Linked DNA regions of Mus musculus: region 1 is linked to region 2. Evidence: chromatin contacts called from public Hi-C data. All regions are on one chromosome and are shown on one strand. The core of a region is the stretch at or near the end of the contact, and the rest is flanking DNA. Distances in the headings are between cores, read along the strand shown. Region 1 holds the start of Smap1 (small ArfGAP 1). Region 2 holds the start of Tram2 (translocating chain-associating membrane protein 2).

Region 1 (2,700 bases), core at 149-2,648, 2.8 Mb before region 2:
TCTTTGGAATCTTAAGCCCAAGAGGGATAGGTAGAGCGTATCACAGAGAATCCTGCTTCCTGCCATTCTTAGCATCTCTCCTACCTCAGGCCAGGGCTATGTTTATTCTACTTACATAAGGCCCACACATAGTATTGCTCATACTTACTACACAGCAAGCCGAATCACTCCAACTGTTTCACTGAGTTCAACCTTAGTAAACCTGATGGGCTATCATCGAGAATGTCTTCCTTTTTAAAACTGTCTTTCCTTGCAGGGAAGAATGTCGTTTACATTGTGTTATGTAGGAACATCTTCTGAAACACACTGTCAGTTTCAGAAGCCTTGTGCTTGGCCTTCTTGCAAAGGACCATCACAGCTGGGCCTGTTGACTATTTATGTTCCACCATAGGGAGGGTATATGGAGACTTATGGAAGGGAACCCCTACCACACTATTCAGTCACTGTTGTATGTGGTTCTGCCCTGCTTGTATCTGGTCTCAGGGAGGGGCTAGAGGATATACCTGGGGGAAGATGGAGGGAGGGAATTCCATGTCAGGTTCCTAAGGACCATCATCCTTGCTATGTGCAGACCTTCCAGTGTGGCTATTCTAAGGTCATCTATGCTCCTATCCATACCCCTTACCAGTTGCTCTTTAAGCCTAATAAGCTCATTGGTTCTCCTGGGTGAACTTTGTTGGAATTATACCTAAGTTTGTCTTTAGGATCTTACGAGAAGGAACAGGCTTAAGTTTCTCCCAGGGAAGGGATCCTAGCAGCACACAATTTCTTAAAGTGACATCCCTTTAATAATTCACTTTTTGATCACTTTCCCTCTTCCTAGGCGGGGTATATTGCCTGGTTTTAACTCTTCCACTTGTAGCATGGCCAAGTGACTTGACTGTTTTGCCTCATTTTCCTGTATATGAGATTATCAATATTGTTGAGGGAGGTAGGGTTTATTACGTTACCTCTCCCCCCCAAACATGTCTATTTTCCTCTAAAACGTAAGACACTTTTAGCCCCATTTCATTCCATCCGCTTCTAGTATACCGTTTCCAAACTCCCGATGCACACACATGGGATGCATCTACCCATTATAACTATATATATATAACTATAATTTGGACATTTCCAGTGCTGTGTACACAAATGCAAAGACTGTGAAAAATGCAAAGACTGTGAAAGTCGCTTCCCGGTAAAAAAAAAAAATTCTTCCACTTTCAGGTCTCTAGAGGCTTCAAGCGACGATCAGGTGTCAAGAGTGGGGAATCTCGCCCCGGGGAGCGTCAGACGCTTCTCTGGAATCACCTTGGGAGTCTCCCGGCACGCGGGCAGCTGGGCGCATGCGCAGCGCCCAGCGCTGCGTCCTCCCGGAAGCGGCGGCTCTTCCCGCCCCGCCCCTCGCCGGCTCGGGCGGAGCGTGCGGCGGGCCCGGCGAGGAGGCGGGACACGTCGGCGCTGGCTCGGCCGCCGCCGCCCCTCCTCCGGTTCCAGCCGCCGCCGCCACCGCCGCTGCCGCCGCTTCCTGGGCCGAGTCCGTCCGCGGCCCCAGCGGCGTCAGGTGCCCTCGCCCGCCCGGCCTCGCCAGCGCCGTCCGCCCGTCCGCTCGCCCGCGTCCGGGCCCGCCGCCCCGCCGCCGACATGGCGACACGCTCCTGTCGGGAGAAGGCTCAGAAGCTGAACGAGCAGCACCAGCTCATCCTGTCCAAACTGCTGAGGGAGGAGGACAACAAGTACTGCGCCGACTGCGAGGCCAAAGGTAGCGCGCGGGCTTGGTGGCCGCTCGGCCGGGGCCTCCTGCGGCTGTGACCTTCCCACCCTCCGCGGCGTCTCGTCCGCGCCGGCTCTCCCGGGAGGGCGGGCGGCCTCTGGCTCTCGGCTAGCACGGAGGTCGCGGCCTCAGCCTCCGGCTCGGAGCCGGCGTCGCGCCGCTGCCACCGCCTTGGGCCGCCGGCTGGGCGGTGCTGATAGGGCTGTGGGAGCCCTCCTGCCTCAGCCTCAGCGACTCCGTGGGTGGAGTCGCCCTTAGGTCCCTGTCCTCTTGGCGACCCTCCCTTCCTCCCACGAGATCGCGTCGTCCTCCCTTTCCCCAGTGGTGCGGTGTCCCAGATGGAGCCCTACCTGCCTGCCCACCTGACAGCTCTTGCACAGGGCGTTTACTTCTGTTTCTGAAAAAGAACAGTGTTTTGGGGTGGTTTGAGATGTCACTGCATAACATAATCGAGATAGGGTTTTCATTATTTGTGTATACTATGTATAACACACACACACACACACACACACACACACACTCACACTCTCTTATTCTGGATGTTATAGTGTCCTAAGGAAAGTGTGTTATGTTCATAAAGAGTTCAGTCGTTAGATTCCCCCAGACGACCCATTGGCGAATTTGTGGACACTGGTCTGTCCACTTCATAAATGTGGAAGGTGCATTTTAAGATACTGAGAAGAAGAAGAAGAAAAAAAAACCCCACTATTTTTAGTTCAGGTGGAGGTTTCTGCTTGAGCCTTTGAAATAGATAAATTATTTTTAGCTGATAGTTTTTGTTTGGAGATGTGGTTTATTTCTAATGTAAGTAATATCATGGAGAGTAATGGAGATTTAAAAATCCTACTTCTATGTAGTTAGGAAAATGTACATTTGATTTTTCTCTGGGAAATAGGTAGTTGCTGGGAGCAGAGACAGCCATTGTGAGCGAGGATTAAGATTTCTGC
Region 2 (2,700 bases), core at 96-2,595:
GCTAGCCTGGCCTACCTAGTGGAAAAGTCAACACAAAGAGAGACCTTGGAACAAACCAGGTGGAAGGTGAGGCCTGACACCGGAGGTCACTGGGGCGAAAATACATAAATATGTGAGCTCATGCATGTGCAGCCCCTATATGTCATAAACTGTACGCACGTGCACGCACGCACGCACGCACCGGTCTTAACTTTAAACAAAGGTTAGTCCAATATAGGCATTAATGCCCCCCGCCCCGCCCGTGGAGTTAGAAGCCCTAGGGCTGTCTGTTAAATAGTGCACAGTTTAGAATACAGGAGATAAATTTCTTTAAGGAACTTCATTCAGTTCTAGTTACCTTCAGACTGCTATTTTTGCAAACTCGTAACCGTGAAACTAATTTTAAAAAAAGAAAAGAAATTAAACAGTCCTCTGTTCATTTTGCATTTCTGTACATTTAGAAGCGATTATTTGTTCCTTCATTACTGGCAGGATTAAATCCAATATTTGCTAGTATAATTTATTTTAAAAGACCTTTTGTCCTTCCGGAAGTAATTTTGAAACTTAATATTAAATGGAAACGTTGGGTGAGGATCTTTTTTTTTTTTTTTTTTTTTTTTTATTTCTTCAGTGTTTATTCTTCCACTTCTGATCAATTAATATTGAAGGTAGTGAGCCCTGAAAAACCAATTCTGGGCAGTACCTGGCCTTTTAAGTGAAGGAGTAAAACGCGGGGTACCTGCACGCCCTTGCAAAGTAGGCTCTACTAAGGCAAGGCCTTGGGGTAGCTGCTGAAGGTTCTGAGAGGTTGAACCTACACTGTGCAATCCTTCAGACACAGGAGTAGCCATGCATTCATTTAAGATCCAGCGCAGGGCTGGGGCCAGTCCACAGGCCGGCACGAAGCTTCCCGCCCCGGGCCCTTCCTGCAGAGGAAGAAGCTGGGCGCTAGGAGTGGGATCCCGGCCCACTTCCTGTCCAGCAGCTCGGGAGCCGCTTCCTCTCAAAGCCGGAGGACAGGGCTTCCATTCCCGCGTCTCAGCGAGGTTCACGGAAGAGTGTACCCCCGGTGGAAGCCGCAAGCACCGGTAGCGAGCGCGGCACAAGGGTTAGGCGCGCCGGGCTCGCCCAGGAGGCGTGGCCGGTGGCGCTGGCCAAAGGGCTTGAGGGCGGGGCGGATGGAGGAAGGGGGTGTGGCCAGAGGCGCGCGCCTTTGCGGCCTGGGGGCGGGGCGGACGGAGGAAGGGGGTGTGGCTAGAGGCCCGCGCCTGTGCAGCCGCTGCGGGGCGAGGGCTGTGGCCGGGGGCGGTTCCGGGCGGCAGGCCGGGGCGGGGCGGGCAGAGGAAGGGGGCGGGGCCCGAAGTTGTTCCGCGCTGGGCTGCGGGGCTGGCGTGCGGACCGGGCCGGGCCGGAGAAGTTTTCGCTGGGGCTGCTGAGCGAGGGTGCGGGCCCCCGCAGGCGGTGAACGCCCGCTGCCATGGCTTTCCGTAGGAGGACGAAAAGTTACCCGCTCTTCAGCCAGGAGTTCATCATCCACAACCATGCAGACATCGGTTTCTGCTTGGTGCTCTGCGTCCTCATCGGGCTTATGTTCGAGGTGAGTAGAGCGGGGAGGGGGTGCTGCAGGGGTTGGCGGTCCTAACTCCCGTCCTCCGAGGCGCAGACAGGGATTCCCGGACCTCATCTGGGCTGGAGCGCGCCCGGCTGGGATGTCCCGCACGTTATCTGCACCTCTGGCTTTGTGCACTGTATCCACTCTGGCCTGGACCTAAGAGAGTCCAGACAGCACCCCTAACTCCTAGCTGTGCGGGCCGTGCCATGCTCTGTCGCCCCCCTTGGACACCCACCACATCCTACAACTCTATCTGAATCTCAGAAACCCATACCTGGCCTCGAACCAATTGCAGAGCTGCCTTCCTGGCCCTATGGTTGGGGTTTCCTTTCTGGCGACTTGGTGCCAATGTGGGAAACTCCTAGACCAGCTGTAATTGCACAATCCCCCCTCCTTCTCTCTAGTGGGGGCCTCCAGATCTTCTAGGCTTTTCTAGTGGAAGGGACCCTAACCCTCTCCACCTCTCTTGTGGCTTTCTGGAAGTTCTTCATCCTAACCTCTGGAGCTTGCTCCAGGTGTTCACATGTGGCCCTGGCTCCATCCCAGAGGGACCTTCTGCTACCAACCTCTCTTTAAATATGACCTAAAGGGCTAGTTTTAAGATATCCTTTGGCACTTTGAACTGTTCCTGTAGATCTGTGTGAACTGGACCCAGAGCCTCATCCCCTTTGCAGGAGCCAGTAGAGGGATACTCTCTGTGAAAGGTGATTTCCTAGTCGCTGCAGGGATGTGGGGTGGGAACAGAGAAAGGGATCCTGGATTCAGCACTGTGCTGGTGTAGGCCTCAGAGCTGTCTGTGTAAACCACTAAGGGGTCAGAATCCGAGGTCCCTACTCCAGAGTGCTGCAAAACGGTGATATTGAAAAGTGGGAAGGACTTACTATAGTATATATTGTCTCCAGAGCACCATAGGTAATAGGTGACAGTCCCATGGCTTGGGTCGCCTGGTCTTGAGAACACTCATTCCTATCCTCTCTTCTGTGTAAGTTTCCTGATCTGCATTCTACAGGGTAGTAAGAAGGTGCACCATTTAAGAGTTACTTGTCTATCCCTGCATCTACCCATATCTCCCTTATCTACCCATATCTACCCATATGTCCCTGTTACCG

What was found. A called contact is a pair of places that touch in the nucleus more often than the background predicts.
Region 1: a contact with region 2 is called in a Hi-C map of CD8 T cells, with 10 times the contacts expected there. The contact joins the promoter of Smap1 here to the promoter of Tram2 in region 2. A contact is called at or near these places in 1 of 39 promoter capture datasets (the C10 cell line), 1 of 484 Hi-C or Micro-C datasets (CD8 T cells) and 1 of 115 datasets of contacts at active chromatin or transcription factors (astrocytes).

What each region holds. Positions count from the first base shown.
Region 1 is chr1:23,921,079-23,923,778 of GRCm38.p6, reverse strand. Smap1 (small ArfGAP 1) reads left to right here and starts at 1,398. Exons shown (of 10, transcript NM_028534.3): 1 at 1,398-1,741. The coding sequence starts at 1,624.
Region 2 is chr1:21,077,870-21,080,569 of GRCm38.p6, reverse strand. Tram2 (translocating chain-associating membrane protein 2) reads left to right here and starts at 1,345. Exons shown (of 11, transcript NM_177409.3): 1 at 1,345-1,576. The coding sequence starts at 1,457.